Regions from separate parts of the Mus musculus genome. Here region 2 is linked to region 1. A link is a contact called in public HiChIP or PLAC-seq data. All regions are on one chromosome and are shown on one strand. The core of a region is the stretch at or near the end of the contact, and the rest is flanking DNA. Distances in the headings are between cores, read along the strand shown. Region 1 overlaps Acoxl (acyl-Coenzyme A oxidase-like). Region 2 overlaps Acoxl (acyl-Coenzyme A oxidase-like).

What was found. HiChIP or PLAC-seq counts read pairs in DNA pulled down with a chosen protein or histone mark.
Region 2: a BATF HiChIP or PLAC-seq map of CD8 T cells shows a contact between it and region 1, with 8 read pairs. The contact joins two enhancer-like sites. A contact is called at or near these places in 1 of 15 datasets of contacts at CTCF or cohesin (CD8 T cells), 15 of 484 Hi-C or Micro-C datasets (8-cell embryo, CD8 T cells, ECoMG myeloid progenitors and 9 more), 6 of 115 datasets of contacts at active chromatin or transcription factors (CD8 T cells, Th17 cells, effector CD8 T cells and 3 more) and 1 of 9 other capture datasets (adipose tissue).

The regions. Positions count from the first base shown.
Region 1 is chr2:127,923,846-127,930,066 of GRCm38.p6, reverse strand. All of the region lies in intron 9 of Acoxl (acyl-Coenzyme A oxidase-like), which reads right to left. Among named protein-coding and RNA genes, the nearest start is that of Acoxl, 72 kb to the right of the region's middle. Within about 2 kb of position 2,291, at least 49 of the 459 cell types and tissues checked have an H3K27ac peak or open chromatin away from gene starts, as enhancers often do. A contact at or near this core is called in CD8 T cells and memory CD8 T cells, where this site is marked.
Region 2 is chr2:128,100,555-128,106,775 of GRCm38.p6, reverse strand. It overlaps Acoxl (acyl-Coenzyme A oxidase-like), which reads right to left. Exons shown (of 18, transcript NM_028765.3): 17 at 998-1,099. Among named protein-coding and RNA genes, the nearest start is that of Bcl2l11, 22 kb to the left of the region's middle. Within about 2 kb of position 3,310, at least 8 of the 459 cell types and tissues checked have an H3K27ac peak or open chromatin away from gene starts, as enhancers often do. A contact at or near this core is called in CD8 T cells and memory CD8 T cells, where this site is marked.

The sequences.
Region 1 (6,221 bases), core at 1,042-3,541:
AAGGGCAAGGACACACCATCTCCCATTAGTGTGGGGGTTTTTTGTGGAGTTCATTTTTAAGTCACTCTTGCCAAACCACATCAGTCAAGGTATATTTTTCTTACTTTTGCCAGAGAGGGAGTTTCTTGGACACCTTTTCTACCATGGTCCATTACAGGGCATAAGAGCGTACTGATGCCCTTCTCTACACAGCCATCGAGGAAACTAGGGACAGTGAGCCAGGGCTGAGTCAAGGTGAGGCTCAGAGCTGTCACTCTGAAAAGGTCCAGGTGACTAAGGTAATACAAAGATGTCTTGGCTTCTGAATGCAGGTGAGGTTGCCAGGGACCTTTCTCCAGACCTATCTATGCAGCATGGCTGTTCAGATGTAACTGCACACGTGAACATGTGAATATGCATACACACGCGCACACATACACACACAGAGAGAGAATCAGAGAATCAGAGAATGAAGTGTGAGACTGATACTATTGTAACAGAGAAACATCCCCTAATCCCAGTGACAACTCATGTCACACACTCAGGAAAAATAAGGAAGACATCCTTTAATAACAAAGCATATGTCCAGTTTTGTCTAGTGCTCCAAAAGAAACAAGCCTCCATAAAAATTGCTCTAGGTCTAGGGTTATAACATTGTAGTCATGCCCTTTGGTATGGGGTAGGGCCTAACGGTCAGCTGTGGGACAGGGGTGTTTCTTTGCAGTATGGGAATTGGTCTACTTGGTGGCAATGAAGAGCCAAACATGAGCTGAAACATTTCCCCAGCAATCTAAACTTTATGTTAAAGGTACACATCTTCCATAGTTTTTAAACAAGTCTGGTCAGTATGTTACTGATCCTTGGGTACTCCTTTAGCAACATTTCATTTTGGGTGCCTTACTATTTCCTAACCAAGGTTAGCCGACCATTTATTTATAGCATTAGCTTGGCCTGTTGTTTCCACTTCCTCCTAGATCCCTGCAAGGAAACAAATGGGGAATAAAAGAAAGATGATGGGAGGGGCCAGTGGGAGGGGACTGCAGCTGAGTATGGGGTAGCATCTGTGTGGCTGGGGAGAGGGAGGAACCAACTTCCTAAGGATCCATCACTGCCTTCTCTCCTGCCTGTTGGTGAAAGCCTGGGGTACCTCGGGAGGCGTAGCAGGTCTTCACCGGTCAGACACCTTAGAAGCCATTCCTAGATGTCACATAAGCCTGATGAACCCCTTAACCTTGGGCTCCCCTGGAATGCCAAGTCCAAATAAGACCTCCTCCCTTCCACCCCAGCATTCTGATTGCACAGCACCCTACAAGAAGATCCCGGGAGCTGGGAAGGGCATCGGTTTGCATGACCAGGGGAGCTCTAGCAGGCAACAGTAGCTGTGCCCCTGCCGGCTCCCTGGGGGCCAGGTGGGTTTTCCTCTTCTCCTTCCTCCTGGTGTGATCCAGGCCCAGTAAGTCTCCCTTTCATTGTGTCCTGACAAATAGATGGTGTGTGTTTTCTTTTCGCATTCTTTTTAATGGCCTGGACTATCCTCCAGTGCCCCAGCTGTGCATGTCAAACAAAATGTATTGGGGTCAGGCGGATTCTCACACCACACTGAACTGCACACCGTGCAAACAAAAAGCACTCATTTCACTACATTGTACATGCTCGAGAACGCTATACTAAGGGACTGGTGTAATTACTGCACTAGCCACTGGACTGGGCACAGGCTACAGCAATCTCTCTCTCTCTCTCTCTCTCTCTCTCTGTCTCTCTCTCTCTCAATTTTCAAATATAGTTATACAAAGTGTCCCTGTATCTAAACGTCCTATGCAAATACAAACATCTTACAAAGCGCACACAGATAAAATCAGCCCAGGTTGATGTACCCTGAGCAGGGAGCTCTGTGCCGTGTGACCTTTAGAGACAAGACAGAGCACATGTAGAGAAATGGAGATTTTTTTTTTATGTTATAAACAAAGGTGCAACCCCACAGAGAGTGTGTGTGAACTCTCTTCAAAGAAGGGCACACTTTAAACCTGGAGGAAAATAAGAAGGCAAGCTTCCTGTTTCAGGAAGAGGAAGAGGAAGCTTTCAAACGTGTAACAAGGCAGGTGGCCTCAGGAAACTGAGAAAAGGGTGCGTGGAAATATACTCTGATTGCCGCTGTGGCATTTTAAAGAAACAACATTTGTGTTTTGTTCCATAACTAAGTGAAAATCAGCCGAAGCTTTGGGGAAAGTCCGCTTGTTTGAAGCAAGGCCACCGCGGCTTGCTGCCTCTGGCTTTTGCTCTGCAGGCAACCAGCTCATTCTGCAGCCTGCTGGAGCAAAGACCCACACAGCTGAGGACAGATGTGGCTACAATGCCTCGGGAAACCGCCACAGGCTCACACACCTGCAGGTGACATCACCGCTCTATCTTACCCCAGAAATCTATTAGCATGCAGAAACAGGTGTCAGCAAACCCAACCCCACTCTTAGAAAGCATTCGGCCTCCCCAGCCAGAGAGTGGAAACTGTAAACCTGAGGCTGAACTCGCACTTGCCTGCAGAACGGAGCACCACCCCCACCCCTTACCCCCAATCCACAACTCAAACTTCCTAGGACAGCTGCTTCCCCATGTACAAAAGACTCCAGATGCAGCCACAACAACAGCAGGGAGAACTCCTTCCTCTGGATATTGTTTTTTCCTCTGAGAAATGTTGTCTCTGGTTTCATTTTGTTTTATTCTTGTTTCCCTGCGCTGTAGCCCAGGCTGGCCTCTAATTCGAGGTCTTTCCCTATGATTTCCCAGAAGTGGGTCACTACATCTGGTTAGAATCTTGTCTTTTCTCTAGCAAAAAATAGTTAATGCCTGTTAGTCCTTCCCAACCTCTAGCTCTCGAAGCAGCCTTTTCCCTTGAATCCAGGCCCAAGTATAAGGGAGGGCTTCCGCACATTTAGATCATTAAATATCCATGTGTGTCTGAGATGTTTGAAATAGTCCAGCAGACAAAGGGGTGACTAGTGAAGACTTAACCCTGGTAAGAGTCTGAGAACTGCAGGAACCGGGGAAGAAAGTGGAACTCGGCTGTCACTTTCTTTCGTGTTTGAGATTGTCTTTAACAAAAATATTTTTTAAATGTGTAGTAATATTTCCAGTTATTCGGCCTCACCCCTCCTCCCTTCCTCCTTTGTAACAGAGCCCTCTTTTTTGTTTTTTTAATCCGCTCTGCTCTGCTCTGTTCTGTGGATCTGCTGTGCTTCACTAATCCAGCCATAGGCATCCAAGTCCTCACCGGTGACAGCCCTAGAAATGACCACATGGCTTTCTCTGATGATCTGAAATGAGAGCAAGTCTCCTGAAGGGTTTCTGGAAAAGGTTTCCATCTACTAAAAAGAAAGAAACGTAGAGGAAGGCATGGGTCCTCCTCAGCTGCTAAATCCCATTACATATGCATGTGACAGCAAGGACCCCAGCGGCCATGTTGTGACCACAAAGGAGTCAGTCAAGACAAAACTGACAGCTCGGGGGCTGCAGAGAAGAAAGATCAAAGCTACCCTGGTCCTTGAGGATGTCATTGAGCCACAAAATAACCACGCCGAAACTGCTCCACTTCAGGGATCATTAAGTGAGAAAACAGTACAGTTACTGTTTACAGCGTGGAGCCAGGGGTTCTCTTGACTCGCAGTTAAGTTCATAATGCCTGACATAAAGCAGTTGGGGGAGAAATGGAAGAAACAATGAAAGAAGACTCTGAATTCCATCAGCATCATGAGTCTGGGCAAAGCCATAGCCGTTGTGATCGTGCATGAGAGCTAGATTTCCATTGCATGTCTCCTCATGGGTCTTACGGTAGTCTCTCTTTCTCTCTCTCTCTCTCTCTCTCTCTCTCTCTCTCTCTCTCTCTCTGAAGCTCCATCCCTGCATTTTCTCATATGAAGTAGCTCTGATTTTTCTGAGAACATTTTCTCGAATGGCTCTCATATCCACTACTATCCCAAGGTACATAGGGATTCCTAGCATCATCGGAAGACGATGACCTTCATTAAGCGCCCACGTGGTCTTGGACAGGTTCTTTAGCCTCTGAGAATAGATTCCCTTGCTGCCAAGACAGAATTGATTTTTACCCCTTAGGGCTGTGGTAGTTACAGGGACAGGATTTAAGCAACTGCTGGTTACTTAAGAGCCAGATCCTGAAGCTGTGGGTCATGTGACTGAAGGTGAAGCTTGCAAAAATATGGTGGCAGTGAAATGTTCCTTCAGACGCAACCAAACAGCAACTCAGAGTCACACAATGAATGCATAGGTGGTGTTCCTGGTAGCACCCATCTGAGCGACACTGTGGAACACAGCCGTGGTTCTAAACACCCCACGCAAACTCAAGGAATGCCAAAACACCTGAAACATCTCCTCTCCGATTTAAGACCATTGTGTGCTATTCAATGCAGTGGGTTTTTTTGTTTTTGTTTTTTAACTGTACACACAATTCTTTTCCTCTTGCAGAAACATGATGGCTTGATTACAGAAAACAAAAATCTTTTAAAACCTGTTCTCCTACCATCATTCCTCCCTATGTAAGTACCAAATTAGTAAATCTTTAGATTATTTTGAGTTGAAACTTGACTTTTAAAACTGCTGTTTGAGCTGCTGACTTGAGTTTTATTTTGAAAATAAGATGCGTTTTTGTTTGGAATTAGGATGGGATTTGCAATTGTTACAATGATACAGATAGGGAGGCCTGCTGCTTGTATTTTTTGTCAACTCGAGACAAGCTAGGATATCCTGGGAAGAGGGAACTTTAATTCAGATTGACCGTGGGCAAACATGTAGAGCATTTTCTTGATTAATGATTGATATGGGAGAGCCCTGATCACTGTGGGCAATACCAGCCCTGGGCAGGTGGTCCTAGATTATACAAGGGAGCAGGATGAGAGCAAGCCAGTAAGCAGCACTCCTCCGTGGCCCTGACTCCCCTCTGTGGTAGAATGTGACCTGTGAGTTATAAGATGAAATAAATCTTCTTTCCTGAATTGCTTTTGGTCACAGTCTTTATCACAGCTATAGAAAGCAAAGCAGGTCAAGGGAGAAGCACCTGTTCCCTGCCAGGGCATGGGATGCTCAGGAACCAAGCCTTCTGAAACCATGAGCAAGAGAATCCGTCCTCCTCTTAAGTAGTTTATGCCAAGGGTTCTGTCACCCAGGGCAGGAGGAAGGCTGCTGCAGTCTGCTCTGTATCACCACCACACAACCACAGGTGGGTTCACAGTGATCCACCATGTTGAAGAAATAACCATTCTAGCCCACTCACTGGTATAATTAATTAAAAGTTAACTTAACCTTTATATTTAAATAATACAAATTCAACAATAAAATATTGCATTGACCATTGGAGAATATTTTACTAATCCAAAAGCCAACACAGCTCATGAGCCACTGAATGACAGACCTGACTTGATCTGTGTTAACTGAGCACAGGATACTTTCCAGTCCTAAAGATGGAGGGAGAATGTTCACTGTGCTGGCCTCTTGGGCCTCTCTGTCTAGAGTGGGTTTCCACTTGGGCTCTGTTCATGTTTTGTGTCAGACAATTCAACAGTCTGTTCCAGAGCTGTATATTATAGAATGTTAACTACACCCCTAGCCTCTATCCATTAAGTGTGTGAAGTAACCTCTCTGACCTTGGATTAGCCAAAAAAAAAAAAAAAAAAAAAAAAATCAACAAACATCCCCTGGGGTCAAAATCATTCTGGTTTAAAGGAAATCATCTAGCAGAAGCATCAACAAATAATCACGCTACAGCTGGAGAGGCGCTCAGTCAGTAAACGCTTGCTATGCAACCGTGAGGGCCTGAGTTGGGATCTACAGCATCCATGTTAAAAGCCAGGCAGCAGGAGGACCTCGGGCCTTGCTCACCAGTTATTCTTGCCACATGAGTGAGTTATAGGTTCAGTGAGAGACCTAGTCTCAAAAAAAAATAAGGGCTGGTGAGATGGCTCAGTGGGTAAGAGCACCCGACTGCTCTTCCGAAGGTCCAGAGTTCAAATCCCAGCAACCACATGGTGGCTCACAACCATCCGTAACGAGACTTAGCGCCCTCTTCTGGAGTGACTGAAGACAGCTACAGTGTACTTAGATATAATAAATAAATAAATCTTAAAAAAAAAATAAGATAAAAGACAATTAACATCAACCTCTATATGCACATAAACTTATGTAAGCATGCACCTGTATACATGTGTACACACAAAAATACATACACACACATACATGAA
Region 2 (6,221 bases), core at 2,061-4,560, 180 kb before region 1:
ACTATACTCTCTCCTTCCTTAGGAGATTCATCATAGAAGCTTCTTCTCACAGTAGATGGGAATTAACACAGAGACCCAGAACCAGACAATGCATAGCAAAGGAGAGACTTTGGAGCCTTCAGTCCTGTATGGTATATCTTTATCAAATTCCCCTTGTGGCTCAGGGATCTATGTGGAAGAAGAGGTAGAGAGATTATAAGAGTCAGAGGGGCTTGGATGACTAAGGAACATCCTCTTCCAGACACAAGAGGACTGATGCACATACGGACTCACAGAGACTGTGGTATCAGGCACAAGACCACGTAGATTCAAGCCAGTGGGATCCCAGCACTGAGAAGGGGAAGCAGCCCCACCCTAAGAAAGATGCTACTTATAATTGATAACTGCTGGCAAAGGAGTGTCTCTTATTGAGTGTCATTGGGCATATTAACTACAGTTTGTGTTTTTACAAATCTGTATTGGGACTCTCGATATAATGAGCCCCTCTGAAGACTACTGAGTCCTCAGTTTCTTTGTGCCTCTGCAGAGGAGGTGTACCAGGGATAGGCTTCGCTGCTGCCGCTGCTGCCACCGCTGTCTGTGGTCTCTATCCCTACAGCAGCAATCTGGGATGGGTTAGTGGCCCCGCCTTACTTACAGGTGCTAAGTAGCTTTCACTTTCATTGTCACTGCTGACGTAAAATTACCGCAGGATTTTTCTCCTGAATATGAAGGACGAATTAATATGCTTTGGAGGGGTTAGGAAAAATATTAATACCGATCCCCATCAAGACAAGGAAAACACACGGTCCTGTCTCTGCTCTCGACGTCAGGAAGCTCATATACAGTGAGTTAGTCTTTGTCACTTAATAGAATCATCACGGCCTGAAGCTATGCACACAAAGTCCTAAAGGCCTAAAGTCAACACTCAGAAACTGGCGACAGAGTGGCAGGGACATTTTCTGAGAAAGCCAAGAGCCGAAGGCTGCTGCTGCGCATGCGCAGTGTCTCCTCTTACCTGAGCCCTGATCAGCATGCTGGCCTTGGGGGTCAGGTATTTATGTTCTAAGTACCAGCCTCGCTCCTGGAACACCAGCTTCGTTCCATACAGCAGACAAAACTGAAGAGTGGGAGACAGGAAACAAGCAAACGTTAGAAAAACGAAGCCTGTAAGGATGTGGGACAACACATCCCGTTTCCAAAAACCAGAAAGTCCTTAATTTGAATGGCCATGGTTTGGATAAAAAGTACGTTTTAAAAGTAGGACAGACAGTAAAAGGGGGTCCCTGGTATCAGTTCCACTCGAGAAATCTTAACACCAGTCAACCTTGGTTCACGTGTAGCTTCCCCCACGTCCTCCCCACCCGGGTGACTTAGAATAGACTTTGAAAGACACATGTAGTTCTCTTTGCCTCCCTTCCATTCATGAACGATTCCCTGCAATGCCATCTTGATATTTTTCCATTGAGCAGCACTTGATTAAACTTTCACAGAAATATCACTCCTCAGTTACAGGATGTTTTCCCGGTTACATTTCTGAAAGCAAGCACACTGGGTGACATCACAGGCAGCCACCAAGCAGAAATAAACTCATTTTCCAGAGGCAGAGTGGCTTTTCATTTAACTACTCACTTCTTCACCATTTACTATCCCATCATTTCAAATTGTGGGAGCGTGCTGTGCAGGAGCCTTCTCAGCTCCACCCAAGCTTCAGCAATCAGACCTCTGACCTTCTCATTTCATCTCCCCGCCCACTCAAGTCCCCTCTGTAGTACTGTGGCACAAAGCCCAGGCCTACCGCTCCATCCACAAACACTCCTCACCTTCGTATCTCTAAGATAACGGCTTTTGTGAAGATGGCCTTAGGTGGGAAGACAGCTCAGTGACAGGGTGCTGGCCTCATGTGTAAGAGCTCAGTTTGGATTCCCATCATCCCCTTAAAAAAGTAAAAGCTGGGTTTGGTAGATAATGTTTGAAATCCCAGAACTGGGAAGTAGAGACAGGGGGTTCATTGGCCAGCCAATCTAGCCAACCACCAAACTCCAGGTTCAGTGAAAAGTTCTCCAAAAGTAAGGGGAACAATTAAAGATGCCCATTGTCAACCTCTGCCCTCCCACAGGCACATGTATCTTCATACATGGGTATACAAACATGTGCATATATGTAATATATGTGTAGGCAAGATGTAGGAAAATCATGAGGGATAATAGAGTTTCTTACAGCTGGAAACTCTGGCTGGGAGAGTCCGATGGGAAGATGAATACAAAGGGTAGCTGTTGTAGTCTGAAAGAACGGTGCACACATGTGCTCTAAGGAGAGTCGTGGACCATTAGCCAAGGTGGCTCCCCTCAGGGAGGTAAGAAGGAGACAGAGAAATTCCAACATTGTACTATTCCCCTGGAGTCTGAATCCAACAGAGTTGAGAGGGCAAGGATCTGCCATGATTTGAACATGTTTCCTTCAAGTCCCCCAGCTGGAGATATAATCTTCAAGTTAATGGTACTTGGAGGTGGAGCTTTTGAAAGGATGAGACCAGCATGTCACCTTTTATAGGGAGAAAGAACAGAACTAGAATCCTTGTCCTGTGATGTTCTCTGCCATGCTAAGATGCAGCAAGAAGCCAGCCCCTCACCGGATGAGATGGGGACACCATGCTCTTGGAACTTTCCAGCCTCCCGCACAGCTGTGAGCCAAATATATTTCTATTCTTCATAAAGTATCCATTTGGCGTCTTTTGTCACAGCAACAGGAAAGAAACTAAGATAGATCGCATCCGTGCATGCTAAGTGGGTCAGCTTCCCAAGGATATCCAGGGTAGAGAAGAGAGTAGAACTGGAGAGAAAAAGATACCCATCACAAGTCCTGGTGTTAACATCAGCCTCTCACCCAGTCTTACCAAATTCAAGTCAAAGTCCACTGAATTGAAGAAAGCTGCTGGCAAGCCAGCCTCTGCCTACACAATGCAGGCTTAGTTCCATACTGTCACCTACACCAGACTCTCAGGGCATTTACTGGCTGGCTGCTCTTTTCTTTAGGTTCTGGGTTACCTTCCTGCTGACACTGTAAATTGGCTTTTAAAGTCTGCTTGTTTCAGTAATGCAGCTTAGGCTCTGCAGAGGCTGCCCTCTTGGCTTGTCTGTGTAAACAGGATGGGTGCTGGCTCTTTGAGGTTACCAGAATCACATCTAGGTAGAGGTACCAAGGGCCCAGGCTTCTGCATCCAGCTCTTCAGGGCTCTCAGTGCCAGGAAAGTCATTTATATTAAACTCTTCTTCACTGGGGATTACGGCTATGAATGAGCTTAGAGGAGCTCTAGGAGGTGCAGGAATTTCCTGCTTGGTTCTGTCTAGGGTCCAACAAAGGGAGTGCCAGGGACAATCTCCAGTGATTCATACTATTTACTACTGACTCTGTGATTTCTGCTGCCTGCAAAACAAATCAGGAGTCTGTGACAACTTCTAAATACCAGACCTTAACAACACAGAGACTTTCATACTTCTAGTCATTCTTTTCTCGTGTGTATGTGTGTGTGTGTGCATGTGTATGTGCTTGGTATGAGGTATGTGTGTGTGTTGTATGTGGGGTGTGTGTGTGTGTGTGTGTGTGTGTGTGTGTGTGTGTAATATGTGGTGTGTGTGGTGTATGTGCCCTGTGTGAATGTGTGTGGTATGCATGTGTTTGTGTATGGTATGTGGTATGCATATGTGTGTGCATGGTGTGTGTGTGTGGTGTATGTGTGTGGTGTGCATGTGTTTGCGCGTGGTATGTGGTATGCATATGTGTGTGTGGTATATGTATCCATGCATGTACATACAGAAAGGGGGGTTCCTGTTCTATCCCTCTCTACATTATTCTCTCAGCACCGAGTTTCTCACTGAATCTGGAGTGACGCTGGTGGCCACAGGCCCAGGTGATCTGTCTGTCCACCCCCTAGTGACTTTTCACATGGGGACTTCAACCTAGATTCTCACATTTGCGCCATAAGCACTCTTAACCACTGAGTCATCTCTCTCCAGCCCCCTTCGTCTTTTTGTGTATCTATTTTTCTATTTGAAGCAGGGTGACATTATGTAGCCCTGGCTAGCCTGGAACTCATTTACACAGACCAGATTGCCCTCAAATTCATATTGATCTGCCCGCTTCTGCCTCTCAAGGGTCACCACCTGGCCTTTCTGTTTTTAATATAATCAGTCTTAACTGTTACTTTCCTTTTACTACATAAATTTATGTTTTTTAAAAAGATTTATTTTATGTGTATGTGCGCATGCACATGTATGTATTTGAGTGTGTGTGTTTGTGCGCGCGCATGCGCGCCCGCGCTTGCACCTGCGCGCTTGCACCTGCTTGTACAGCATGCATATGCACAGGAGTGGAGACCAGAGGGGATGTTGAGTGTCTTCTCTGTCAATCTTGGCCTTACTGCCTCGGGGCAGGGTGTCTCACTGAATTAGAAGAAGCTTGCTATTTTAGGCTGGATAGCAAGTGAACTCTCATGACCTGCCTGTCTCTGTCCTGCCAATGCTGAGATTTCAGGCGCCCATAGCCAGGCCCATCTGTTCATGTGGGTGTTGGTTTCACCTAAGTTCCTCCTGTTTGCAGAGCAAGCTTGCTTATCCACCAAGCCACCCTCCACCCCTGCATCGCGCACTTTAAATATCTGTGAGTGAATTTGAAATATTGTATTTTCTTTTATCACTCTGTTATTGTGATATAATTTCTTCTATTTCCAGATGTTCTCTTTGCTCTACTGTCAGATTTTTCTAATATTAAAAACATTGTATATCCTGTAATTACCATAGAGCAGACCAAGTAACCAATAACAACAAGAGAAACCAAGACAGTCTTTTGACACTTGGAGACTAAACTGCATCTTTCTTAATAATTTATAAATAGAGAAATAAATCTCAAGGGCCATGAAGAAAATTAAGACAAAATATGCAAATCCTTGTGTGACATAGAGAAAGCAGTTCTCAGAGGCAAATTCATACCAGATTTTTAACTTAAAGAAGAAAAATCGATGGGAAGTGTCAGCCTCAAGAATCTTAGAAAACCAAGAGTAAAATAAATCCAAAGCAACCCAACAAAAGAGAAATACAGGATATGTGTGTGTATATATATATATATATATATACATGTGTGTATATATATATATATATATATATACGCATATATACATATATATACATGTATATATATATACGCATATATACATATATATATATCAGTAAAAATGAAAACAGAAAATCATTTGAGATAAATGAAAACCAACATTTGCTATTTTAAATTATGATTCACATATTTAACACAGTCCTAATGGGCTTGAGAATGTGAAAAGAGACACACCAATTATTAACATCATATATGAAGTAGCAGAAAGCTACACAGCCCCACAGAAACTAAAAGGAAATATGGGAAACTGTGGGCTTCACTCATGCAAATCTCTCAACTTAAAATAGAGCAGTTTATAGAATATTGTATGTTACCAAGAATCACATAAGAAATACTTGACTAGAATAGTCTTACAAAGATTAAAGAAATTGAGTCTATCCTTTTTAAAGTTGCTGGAAAGCAGCCAGGAAGCGTGATGGTCTTGTTGGTGAATCACACCTGTATCTAACAAAGAACAACACTACGAATATACACTAGGTGTCTACTTCTGGAAAATACAAGAGCGAGGCACCCTGCTGTCTTCACTATTAGGGCTTCTATTCTTGTGCTAAAGGCCATGACCAAAAGCATCTTGGGGATGCGAGGATTTATTTCTCTTACAGCTCTCAGCTCACCCCAGTGCACTTGCCTTGGAGGAGTGGTTCTCAATCATGAGTGGATTTTGCACTTGGCAATGTATAGAGTCATTCTGCTCATTGAAATTGAGGAACTTTATTAGCATCTATTGAGGTAGAAGCTGGGGATACCCCCAAACACCCTGCAGTGGGCAGGAACACTCCCTCCCTAAACACTGAGGCTGGATGGGCCGAGTATCTATACACTCGTGAGTATAACAGCTCTCTGCCAGTGTAACAGATACCTGAGTTTACCAACTGATAGGGAGATAAAGTTAATTTGAGCTCACAGTTTTGAACTCTTGAGTCCAGAGATATTACTCTTGGGCCTCTGGTGGGGAGTGTATGATATAGCAAAATACACTGATACATTTAAAAAACACAAAACAAAAAACAAAGGAAGAGACTGGGGTCGCACCTACCCTTTCCAGGACATGCTCATATTAATCTAAAACCTCT